Regions from separate parts of the Mus musculus genome. Here region 2 is linked to region 1. A link is a contact called in public Hi-C data. All regions are on one chromosome and are shown on one strand. Each heading gives the region's core, a stretch centred on a gene start, on an enhancer-like site or on the middle of the called end of the contact. The rest is flanking DNA. Distances are from core to core; before and after follow the strand shown.

Region 1 (6,247 bases), core at 529-3,028:
GTGTATGTGCATGTGGAGGCTGGAGCTTCCTCAGGAACTATCCAGCTCGTTTTCCGAGACGCGGTCTTGGATCATCCTTGAACATGCAAGGCAGATGGGCCAGTGAGTTTCAGGCATCTTCTTCTCTCTTCCCAGCTCTGGGATCACAAGCATGTGCCACCACCCCAGCTTCTTTACTTGAATTCTGGGGATCTAAAACCAGGTCCTTTACTATCTGAGCCATCTCCCCAACGCTGCCGATTCAGTAGCGGAAGAAAGTTTGTGATTTCCCACAGGTGACCTAAGTTTGCCTTGAGTGTGGTGACTTCCAACCCTCCTAGATCAGCCCTGCCGGCTGCCTCTGTGGATCCTGATCGTTGTCCTTTGCCTTCCGTTTCTGATGATTTTCAGTGTGAAGACAAATGGACACCCGAGTGAGCCACTCAGTGAGGTCTCTGCACACACACAGGCCCCCTGCCCAGGCACTGCTAGTCAAGCTCTCTGGCCTGCTGTTCACAAACTTCCAAGATGTGAGTCCAGTGTGGTGAGAATGTTACCACAAGCAAGGAACTCTTATTAGTTATCATTCCTTTTACATTCGTTTCTTTTGTTTCTGTTTAATTTTGTTTGTTTGTTTGTTTTGGATTTTCAAGACAGGGTTTCTCTGTATAATCTTGGCTGTCCTGGAACTCTCTTTAACTACCAGGAGGATAGCTCTGTGTGTGTGTGTGTGTGTGTGTGTTTTAAAATGATGGACTTAGTTTTATGTACATTGGTGCTTTGTCTTCATGCATGTCTGTGTGAGGGTGTCAGATTCTTTGGAACTGGAGTTACAGACAGTTGTGAGCTGCCATGTGGTTGCTGGGAATTAAACCCAGGTCCTCTGGAAGAGCAGCCTGTGCTCTTAACCACTGAGTGACCTCTCCAACCCCTTATGCTCTAATCTAGAAGCTATTGGCCGTCTAGAACTTTGAAGGTTTTCAAGCCATTAACCTGTTTTCAGCCTGTATCCACCGACTTCCAATCCTGATAATTCCTGAACATTCTTTTTGTTTGGTTGGTTTGTTTTTTGGTTTTTGGTTTTTTGTTTGTTTGTTTGTTTGTTTTGTTTTGTTTTGTTTTTCGAGACAGGGTTTCTCTGGCTGTCCTGGAACTCACTCTGTAGACCAGGCTGGCCCGGAACTCAGAAATCCGCCCGCCTCTGCCTCCGGAGGGCTGGGATTAAATGCGTGCGTCACCACGCCTGGCTCCTGAACATTCTTAACTGCATACTGATGACCTTTATACAATCCGATCTTCTTTGGTGCTCACATTTCTATGGTTTAATTCCCCCCACCTCTTTTTAAAGCAGTTTTGAGAAAAGAAAAAAAATTGCTAACGGCAGTAGTACAGGGATGGTGCCAGAGGACCCTAATCTCCACAGAGAGAGTTTGCAGGCCCTGAATGCTTGGGAAAGGCCCGAGTGGGCTTTCTCCCTCTGCCTGATCTTCCCCATTGTTTCTGTGGTCCTGCCGAATGCCTGCCTTTCTCCAGCCTCGTCCCACAGCCTGAGTACCCGGATGATGGGCAGTTCCTGTCGGTACCGAGTTTCCAGCTATAAAGTGATAGCCTGTCTCTGGGATTCATTTCATAAAAGATGTCACTGGTCACGAGGTCTTACTATCTTCTGAGGTGACTCAAAAAAACTAACTATAAGGCCTAAAATCCAAACAGGAAGGCAATCGCCGCCTGCTGCTCGGCTAGCTGCAGCTGGAACTTGCATGATAAGCCCAGCAGATGGCGCACTTGTTCTCTCGATCTCATCTGTCTTAGTAATGAAAACAAAGACCGGGAAAGGTGAGGTGGCAGCAGACCTCTCCCAGAGCCCGGGCTAGGGAGAGGCTACCTGTAAAAGAGGCCCTCAGATCCAGGCCTGTTATCTCGTTATCTCCTCAGGGCAGCAAAGGTTGGAAGAAGGAGAAGTGGTAGCAGGGACAGACTCCCAGGGACCCCTTTCAGGACTTTTCCCCTAATGCCCCGATGCATCTGCCACAGGCTAGTAAATCCAAGAATCTGTACCTTTGGACCGGCCAGACACAGCTTCGCCAAACAAGGTTTGTGCGCGGCAACCACAGGTCCAGGATTCAGCCAGCAGAGAACTTTCTGTACCATGGGTGGATAGTGGAGGCAGGATGCAGGTCTAGGGCTGCTTGAACTAAATCTCGATTTCTTCATCTGTATAAGAAAGAGATTAAGCTTAACTCTTCCTGACAGCACTGCTTGGAGGAGGTTAATTATGTATGAAGGTATCTGAGTCGGGGAGGGTGCCCATCCATGGCGGGTACATGTCTGCTCTGCGTGCTGCCTCTTCTAGGTAAGGCCCTGTGCAGAATGCCCCAGTTCTGGTGTGAAGGGGGTTTGCTGTGTTCTGACCCCCACCCCCATGGCTGGTGAGGAGCCCAGGTAACTTTCTGGACTTCCTTGCTTCGGGCTCAACAGCTTTCTCCTATTTCTGTTTTCTCCTCCTCCTCCTCCTCCTCCTCCTCCTCCTCCTCCTTCCTCCTTCCTCCTCCCCGTCCTCCTCCTCCTCCTCCTCCTTCTCCTCCTCCTCCTCCTTCTCCTCCTCCTCCTCCTTCTCCTCCTCCTCCTCCTTCTCCTCCTTCTCCTCCTCCTCCTTCTCCTCCTTCTCCTCCTCCTCCTCCTCCTCCCCCTCCTCCCCCTCCTCCCCCTCCTCCTCCTTCTTCCTGCTGCTCCCACTGTCTGACTAGAGTCTAATGGCATTCCCCTGCCCCAAATTCTTAATGGCTCCTTAATGCCCCAGAATGAAGGCTAAACTCAGAATTGATACTCAATGTCCTTCATAACCAGCTTTCCACCTACATTTTAAGCTTTTGGAACAAAATTGAAGAAATTGACTTAAATCTGAATTAACAGGGTAGAGTTCTGAGGATGGAGGGAATAGAAGTTGTTGGTAACAGGCATGGACGGGTCTGGCTACCAAGAATGGAGTCCCCCCTACTTCTCATATTATGTATTTTTTTTCTCTTGTTCTCTTACTGTGTCAGAAAGTGTCTTGCTATATAGTTCAGGCCAGCTTCAAATTCATGATTCTCCTGCCTCAGCTTCCTCTGAGGGTGTGGTGACCTGTCCTCTTGATGTGCCTTTCCTTAAGCACAGAGTCTAGGTTTTGCTAATTATTTTGTCCCTAGCAGCTAAGACAGTGTCTGCAGTTATAGATGCTCAGTCAGTACTCACTGGAATGCATGCGAGCATGAATGACTGAGAATGAATGAATGAATGAATGTCCTGAATGTGCCAAAGGTTGACTAAGCAACTATCCCCAGTGTTCACTAGCTCCTGGCCTTTTCTAACCTGAGAAGCAGAATGGGGTGGGGGAGGGGCATTAGAACAGTGCAGCCAAAAGCAAGAAACCAGAGCATTCTTGATCTAGCAACAGGGGGACGTCGTGATGACAAGGACTACAACTGTTGTGCCCACAGCCTCTTAGAACACTCCATCCTAAACCTCCCAGGAAGGTCAACCTGACTGTAGGGCTCTGGTCAGTCAGAGGGTGTGCTTGTCCAGCCATCTGTTTCCCAGGATACCATTTCCCTAGCACAGATGGCACCCGGACCTTCCTCACTGTGTCAGCGAGCTGCGGAGGACCCAGCATTGCTGAGGCTCAGCCTGGTCTCTTTCGACCCCGTTTTCTCCATCACTCGCCTCCCCTCCACCCTCCATATGGCTGCCTCACTTCGGTGTCCTCCCAAAAGAACTCCTCCTTCTGTCTGGCTGCTTAGCACCTCACAGATGGGAATCTAGAACATTTGGGAGAGGTTAAAAAGCAGTTTCAAACTGTCTGTTTTCTTTTTCTCAAGCTGGGGATTGAACCCAGGGCCTTGCATGTTTGACAGGTGGTCTACTGCTGAACTCTAACCCCGGCCCCCAGTGCCCTTGTCATTGCTTAGGAGGGCATCTGTTTCCCTGTCACCATCCCAGGAATCCTTTTCTCACCTGGAATCCTGGACCGGCCTCTAATGGGGCTGCCTGCTTTTTCTCCCCAAATTCAGCCTTTCCAGTCAGCCTGAAGCAGGACAGACTTGTGAGCAGAAGAGGAAGGGAACAGAGGCTCAGCCAGGAGTCCTGTTGGAGTTTCACAGCAGCTGACGGTTAAGAACTCCAGGATAATTAAAGATTGTCTATGTAGAGACAATATTCCTTTTATATGAAGGCATCTCAAATGAGAATGTTAAAACATCGATAAATCATACTTAAGATCTACTGACCTTGGATGGCCCTATTCCTTTCCTATAGGAGAACTTGCAGGGTTTTTTTTTAGGAATATCACAAGAATCTCCACTTACCATAAAAGGCATATCAGGCCCCTCTGTGCAGCCCTTGTGACCCATGGTTTCTAAACAGACTACGGTTCTTTCCAAGGGACCTCTAGAGCAGCCCTATAATCTCATGGATTAAATAGGAAGAAACAGCGTGGGGGAGGGTTCTTCTTTGTTGTTGTTGTTGTTGTTGTTGTTGTTGTTTTCTCGAGACAGGGTTTCTCTGTGTAGCCCTGGTTGTCCTGGAACTCACTCTGTAGACCAGGCTGGCCTCGAACATAGAGATCCACCTTCCTCTGCCTCCTGAGTGCTGGATTAAAGGCGTGCACTACCACGGCCCAATCAACGGGGGAGAGGCATTCTCAGCAGCCCTTTGTGGTGTAACTGAGAGCTACCCAAACGATCTAAGTGATAAGACATTTGTGTGTGACTCTCCCTTGAGAGGCTCACACTCACACTTGAGTCTGTCCACCCCCGCACGCGCGTTCCTCTTTTTAATCACCCCTATATATAAACCCCTGTGAAACAGCTTCCTAGTAAAATCCAGCTCCACCTCACGTCGGCTCATCCTGAGATTCTTTTCCGGGGCTAAGGCAAGAATCCTAGCATTGTCTGAGTACAAGACCGAATTGCTAGGGTAGCATCTTAGGTGGGACTGTGTCCCTGGCCCCTGCCCACACTGCCACCCACAAGCCAGGCTTCTTTATCTTAGTAAACTACAGCCTCCGCTTTTTTCCTAGTAAGTGCAGAACAGCTTCCTGCCACCTCCTTCCCTGCCACAGCCTTACCCTCAACTCTGTTTAATGCATGAGCACACCCCAATGGTCCTCTATCTCCTAATATACTCTGCTTGGCCCATTCTTCTTTATCTATGTCCCCATGCTGTCACAGCACAAAGACATCCATCAGCCTCTGGCTCCCAATATCGTTGCTTCCCACCGCTTCACTCCCCTGCCTCTGTCAGTTCCAAGGCATCTCTGTATTTCCAGTCGCAGAGCCTTGGTGCGCCCCATGCCCACCCCCACACTGCACCTGGACACCCTCTCCTGCTCTTCACAAGAGCGGCTTCCTGTCATGTTTCAGGCTATCCTGGAAGACCACTTCCTCAGAGAAGCCCCAAAGCAGCTCCCTCCGAAGACAGTTCCTCTATGGATTTCCAGCCCCTGTTTTTTCCCCCCATCCTAAAATAAAATTATATTAATTCAACGAGTTCACGTGTATTGTAAGTCGTTCCTCGTGTTCACTGTATGTCTTCTTCTTGGATGTTCCAGGTGGCCAAGAGGCTTGGTTTGTTCACAATGGGCCTACAAAGCCAAGCATTGGCTCTGCCCCAGAAAGTCTCATAGAGAACCCTTGTTACATGCAGGTAATACGTGACAGAAGATGCACTGTGCCATCTGTCACTGCTCTGCAGGGGCTCTCCGTTATCCAAATTCCATCTGACCTCTTAGTATTTCTGCAGGACCTCACCTGGGTTCACTTTCCGGATCCCCTTTCTAGGTGCTTTGCAAATCAGTCGAGAGGGAAAAGCTTACAGGACCATGGGTGCCACGGTGCAGTCAAGGGGTGAGCAAAAAGGGTGTGGGGCAGGTTGGTTTGTTTCTAATGACCCCAGGCAATGCCTTCACTCTATGATATTCGAGTTTCTATGAAGCCATACGAGAAATTGAATTCTGAATCAAGGAGGCAAGAGAAGCTCCAGGACAGAAGCAGCTGCTCTTAGAGTCTTGGTAACCGAGAGGCTTGGTGACTTAGCAGGGCCAGTCTGTACTGATTCCCAGCAGAAACAAGTTCTCTGAGAACAGGGGTGAGTCGCATACTGATGGTCAACTTGCTGGAATTTAGAATCCTGACAGAAACAGCCTGGGTGGGTCAGTGAGGAAGGTTCTGGACTGGGTTGGTTGATTGAGGAAGACCCACCCTAAATAAACATGAGTGGCGTTGTCCCATGG
Region 2 (6,211 bases), core at 1,018-3,517, 350 kb after region 1:
TTCCAACAATCCTACAGGGGAGTACAGCTCCTGCAACAGATGATGTAACTGGTGCAGAGAGGTGATGCCATTTGCTGAGGTTCTCACAGTTAATAGGTATTGGTCCAGGGTCCAGGGCCCACCAGGATGTTGCTTCCTTGTGGCACTGCAAGCTCACCAGATCCCTCTGCAGGGCTGGCTTCGTGGCCACACTTCCTGCTGCCTGGTCTTCAGGGCCTCACTGTAGGGGTGTCTCCTGAACCCTTTCTTATGCATTTCTGCTTCACCACTCTCACTCTTCTGTCAGCAAAAAGTGGTCTGTAAGTTGCATGGGTTTCCCCATTGTCTTCTAATTATTACCTTTGTAGCCAGAATATAGAGGACTTTAAGGGACAAGCCCATTGGAGAAGAGTCAGAAGGGACAATATAAGGGTCAGGAGGGTGGGCTAGAAAGACACAGAGCTGTGTGAAGATCAAGGCCTGTGCTTGCTAAGCCATACCAGTCTGCAAAGTTTCTTACCCAGTCTGATAGGCGAAGAATAATGAGATAGCGGCCAAGCTTCATTGGCTTCCCCTCTGGATGAGAGCTTGGGAGCTTTTGTGCACAGGCTTTGGTGTGGACATAAAGGAGTGGATATGTGTCCATGCACTCGTGTGCATGTGCATGCTCATGCATGTGTGCACGAGTGTGAGTGTGTATGCTTATGTGATTACATGCACGTGTGTATACATGCGTGCATATGTGTATAAATGCATGCATGCATGCATGCATGTGTGTGTGTGTGTTTGTGTGTGTGTATGTGATGTTCACAATCCAGGCACTTTTCAGACTTTTATTTTTTTTTATCTCCTTTTTAATGACCACCTTTTGTAATTATTGCAATAAAAAAAAACTTCAATGAAAGTATGTATATGTGTGTGCATAAGTAGGTATGTGCGTGTGAATACAACATCCCTGGAGGCCAGAAAAGGGTATCTGATGCCCTGGAGCTGGAGCTATGCATTACCTGACATGAGTGCTAGGAACTAAACTCAGCTTCTCTTACTGCTGAATCACTTCCCCAACCCCAAATTCTTGTGATTGATTATGAAACACCTGCTTGTTTTCTAGCCAGCCACTGTGTTCAGTCTTTTATGTCATCTTGTTAATGTTTCCTGGATCCCTATGGAATAAATATTATACATCATTTCCAGGTAAGAAAACCGAGACCCTGAGAGGGGAAGTAATGCACCACATCTTATTATTTATAAACTGCAGAGCACACGTCTGAACCCAGACAGGATTCCAAACACAGCTCTCTGCAGTGTGGTCAATGAAGCAAATGTTTATTGGGAAGCTGCCACGTGCTGGGCGCCCCCTCTGACTTCTGGGAAATCATATTAAACAGAGAAGAGCATCAGGCCTTGTGGAACTTACATTCCACCACTGGGAATAGATATGCAAGTTAAATAGCAGAGTGCATCAGACATAAACAATACTCAGAGCCACGAAGGAAACAGAAGAGGAACACAGAACAACAGTTAGGAACACTCAAGCTCGGAACACTTCTGGAGCTTGGGTTGGTGCTGGGATTTGGGTGATGCTGGGGTCTGGATGGTGCTGGGATTTGGGTGATGCTGGGGTCTGGATGGTGCTGGGATTTGGGTGATGCTGGGGTCTGGATGGTGCTGGGATTTGGGTGATGCTGGGGTCTGGATGGTGCTGGGATTTGGGTGATGCTGGGGTCTGGATGGTGCTGGGATTTAGGTGATGCTGGGGTCAGGATGGTGCTAGGATTTGAGTGGTTCTGGGTTCTGGAGAGGGTTGGGCCTAGGTGATACTTTGTTATGGTTGACACCGAGATTTGAGTGGTGCTGGAATCTGGATGATGCCAAGCTTTGGGTGGCATGTGGGTTTGCATAGTGCTGGGGTCTGAGAGAGTGGTGCTGGGGTCTAGATGGTAAAGATGTTGGTGGTGCTGGCTTCTGGCAGTGCTGGAATTTGGAGTGTGGTGATATAAGAGGAGGTGGATCCATACTAAAAGGTGCATTAATATCTAAGAGACACATTCTCTTAAAAATTTTTTAAAAACCTTTATTAATCCTTTTTTTTGCATCATGCACCCCAACCCCACTCATCTCCCCATCCCTTCGTATCTGCCCTCTGCCCTTGCAACTGCACCCCAACAATCAAAACAAAGCAAAATAAATAAAGCTAGATCTCATTGCGGAAGCAGCAGTGTGTTACAGTGTGCCCCACAGTATACCCTTTTGTCCACTTCTTTCCATGCAAATGTCTATTACAATGAGTCACTGTTTTGTTTCAAGGCCTCTGGCTTCTGCTACACTATCAATATTGGATCCTCAGAGGGACTCCTCTTAGACATCCTGTTGTTCTCCTGTGTCATGAAGATCCTGCAACTTTAGATCTGCAGGATTGACCCCTTCCACACTCAAGCAGTTCGAAGATGAGGTATACGTTTGGATGGTCCAACCCAAAGCCCTGGATCTGGGCCAGGATGGTAGCTGAGTTTGTCAGCCTGCCAGCTCTCCAGCACCCACACCACTGGGGCAAAGCTCTCAGCACTGTCAACTCCTAGCTCACCCACGGTCATAGCTGGAAGGGATGGGACTGGCTCTCCTGGTCTCTGGCCACGAGGACAAATCTGAGTCACTGAGCTATTTGTTGAGAAGAGGCTATTATAAGAGTGAGCCTTTTCTGGCTTCTGATGCAGTGGTATTCTCTCCTCTGTGATCACTGTTGCCATGATGCCTTCTCATATGATATAGTGCAGCTGGGGGGGGGGGGAGTGAGGTGGGGTGGGGTGGGGGTGGGGTGGGGTTCTTGCAGACCTAGTGTCCTGGTGCTGGAACAATTTGCTACCAAATGTTCAGCAAATGAGCCTCTTTTGTTGAGTAGTACTCAGTTTTGTGTGTTTCATCATGTTAACAGAGAAAAGATTGACCGAGTGGCCGGGAGAACTCACAAGACCTTTGCATGGAGACCTCAAGGAAGGGAGGGAGCCGGCCACATTGTGATCTGAATGGGAAACATCCCAGTAGGAGAGGCAGCCAGTACAAAGGTTCTGAGGTGTGGTGGGATGGCAGGTCTATTCTGAGACAGTGGAACAGATGCCATGTGAGAGAAGGAGGGAATATCGTATTCCTTTGGCCACGAAATGAACACTGCATTAACCATGCCAGGCACGCATGGGTGACTCACCTCCAGCAGGGTAGGCTCACATCCACATTTAGGTCTCTGTAGAGCAGTGGTTCTCAACCTTCCTAAATGCTGCGTCCTTTTAATTCATTTCATTTTGTTCCTCATATCAGGGTGTCCCCCAGCCATAAGATTGTTTTCATTGCTACTTTATAACTGTAGTTTTTGCTATTGTTATGAATCATAATGTAAATAGGATATGCAGGGTAGCTGATTTGTGACCCCCGTGAAAGAGTTGTTTTGACACCCCAAAGGGGTTGCAACACACAAGTTGAGAACTGCTGCTCTAAAACCTGCAGAGAGTAAAGGCTGGGTTCTGTTAAGGAAGGAGTGAGGGGACCTGCCTACCTAAGCTGAAAGAGCAGCCTGTGAGGTTCGTGGGTGTGATTGATGAGTGGGCAACTTTACATATCCTCAGAATATGTAACCCTGAAGTCCTCCCAAGTGCCACCATGCTCATTGCTCTCTTCTTTCCTAATGGAACCAAAAGAGGAACCTGCCTAACTCTTAAGGCTGTGAATTCAAGGACCTTGCTCCTCCCTCAATGCTGGTTTGTGAGGAGTTCACCTAAGAGCTGCTCCCCTCTCACACCTGACAGGTGAAGATGTAGACCCCTCTGTGAACCCCAGTCTGAGCTGGAGAAATGGCTCCTGTGTAGCCTTGATTCCAGAGACAATCCAAGTTTGGAGTTTGGAAGTCTTAAGGAAATCAGGCTCAACCCAAAGGAAATCAGATGCAGGGAACAACACAAATTGAATTTTCGGAGGAAATTGCTTTTTGCTTCTCCCGTCTAGCACCCTTTGATTCAATTCTTGAGACTGTATATAAGTTAGTTATAAACAATCAACTTGGTATTTTCCACTTGTTAATCAATAAATATTAAATATTAAAGAATTCAATTTGGGAATGTCTGCCGGCCTGGGTGACAGGGTTCCAGAAGGCTAGTTATGTCTCTGCTGCCTTCTTGGGTTCCCTCTCCTAAACTGCAATGGTGATACAGTGGGAATTCCATTCCTTGAATTTGAGGATTGGGTTTCTTCCAAATGACAGCCATCTCCATGATGACCATCTGTCTATGAGGTGGCCCTGCCTATCAATCAGGTCCAATAGGCAACTATGTGGCCATTTAAATTTCCTCATATAAATAATTTGACCCCAAATCTTGAGGGCTTTGTAGCAGGAGCTAAAGATGAAGGCACAGAGGTAGAGGGGAGGCAGATAGCTAAAGCATGATGAGAAGAGAATGAAAGGGTCTAAGGGGATAGCTCAGTTGGAAAAGTACTTGCCTTATAAGCACGAGGCCCAAGGACACAAGTTCAAATCTCAGAACCCACAGAAGAATAGCCAGGCATGCATGTTTAGAATCTCAGTGCCAGGTAGACTCTTAGTGTTCTATCCAATGAGAGACACTGTCTCAAAGCGAAGGATGGATGGCACCTGAGAGTGCCTTCTGGGACATGCTCACATGAATGTGCACACACAAAAAGAGCAAGAGAGGGCCCCAAGCACACCATTCATCTTTGGAACTTTTTTTTTCTTTACATCCCAAAGCTTTTATCTCCTAATGTGTGACTTCATATAAGGACAGGAGGGAAACAGGAGGAAGAGGAAAAGGCAGAGGAAAGGATGGGGAGGAGAGAGAGGAGAAGAGCTCAGGGTCAAATTCAATAAGGTCATATCACTCCCGTTGGAAATGTCATGAGGATGGGGTAGGACAGTGTATACCTGGAGAGACAGTCAGATAAACAGTTTGGCTCATTTTCATGTGGTGGGCAGAGGAGAGGGCACCTCCCTCTGCCTGCAGCATGGAGTGTGGGCGAGGCTTTGTGCAGAGTGTCCCCTGAGCTAAGGCTTAAAGGACGTGATATTCTCTAGACAGAACCAATGAAGCAGGATGGGCATAGGACTACTGGCCCGTGCAGTGCCCTGCCTGTAGGAAAGCCAGTTCAGATTTCATTTGCAGGGGATGAAGTCTCAGTTATAGTTGAATAGCTATATGGGAACTTGGGTCCTGGAGTGCTTTAATTATCTTGCTAAGAAGTTAATGCTTCAAGCTGAAGAGACACGCAGGGATGCACAGACCTGATTCTGTGCTACCCAGAGAAATGTCCATCTCTAGCTTCTAAATCTTGGTCTGAGACAGTGCAAGTAACCCAGAGGCACAAGGAGAGCCTCATTTCAAGACCTGAAGGCATGGCCAGTGAATCATGTTGCCTGACTGCATGCCTGCTCTGGCCTGTTCCTGCAGCTGCCCATATGATAATGTCAGAGGTAGAGTCTTTGGAGTGCTGGAGTATTGAAAATAGAAGGCTGATATGTGCTTTGCTGTCAGCTTCCTGCTTAAGTGAGCTTTTAAGGAGTGGGTAAAGTATGTACTATCTACCTGTGAGTCCTCGATTTCTCTTCAATGTCCCAGCTGCTTGAGACCCTCTTGTTTTCCTGGCATTGGTGCTTGGCTATCCAATGCGGTGTGGTGAGTCCCTATAAACAGGTTCAGTGATCCTCTGAGAAAGGCTAAAAGGGAGCCTGGTCCACACAGCCAGGATATGTGCTAGCAATAAAGCAGAAAGCAATCCAGACCCAGAATCTGCCAGCACCGTGATGGTAGCTTTTCTAACACTCTAGAACTCTGAGCAACAAGCTTCTACTACTCACAAAGTCACCTGATCAAAAGCACTTTTAAAACGTAGCAGAATAGACCAAGACAGGCCTATGTACTAGATCCTTTACTGTATTAGCAAATGCCTCCTTGCAGGAGATAGTGTGAGAGAGGGAAGTTGGCAGGTGTCAGAGATAATGTGGGATGGCAACCCCAGACGGAAGCTACGTGCTGCTTCTAAAGGGACAGCTGTTCCTGGGCCCTAGTCAGTTGTTAGCAAAAAGAAAGTTTTGAAAATTGGGCTTTTTGAAAGAGGAGAGATCTGGTTTGGAAGTAATCTTTTGTGTGGTAAAGAAAGCAATGAATTAAAAAATCTTTCATAATCATGTGGCCAAACTTAATCATAAGCAGGATTTAGCCACCTGGTTCCTCTA

What was found. A called contact is a pair of places that touch in the nucleus more often than the background predicts.
Region 2: a contact with region 1 is called in a Hi-C map of cerebral cortex, with 3 times the contacts expected there. The contact joins two enhancer-like sites. A contact is called at or near these places in 5 of 484 Hi-C or Micro-C datasets (cerebral cortex, cortical neurons, embryonic stem cells and 2 more) and 5 of 115 datasets of contacts at active chromatin or transcription factors (double positive thymocytes, embryonic midbrain, embryonic stem cells and 1 more).

Annotation. Positions count from the first base shown.
Region 1 is chr2:101,904,208-101,910,454 of GRCm38.p6, forward strand. No RefSeq gene overlaps it. Among named protein-coding and RNA genes, the nearest start is that of Commd9, 21 kb to the left of the region's middle. Within about 2 kb of position 1,779, at least 70 of the 459 cell types and tissues checked have an H3K27ac peak or open chromatin away from gene starts, as enhancers often do. A contact at or near this core is called in cerebral cortex, where this site is marked.
Region 2 is chr2:102,250,319-102,256,529 of GRCm38.p6, forward strand. No RefSeq gene overlaps it. Among named protein-coding and RNA genes, the nearest start is that of Gm34268, 6.5 kb to the left of the region's middle. Within about 2 kb of position 2,268, at least 23 of the 459 cell types and tissues checked have an H3K27ac peak or open chromatin away from gene starts, as enhancers often do. A contact at or near this core is called in cerebral cortex, where this site is marked.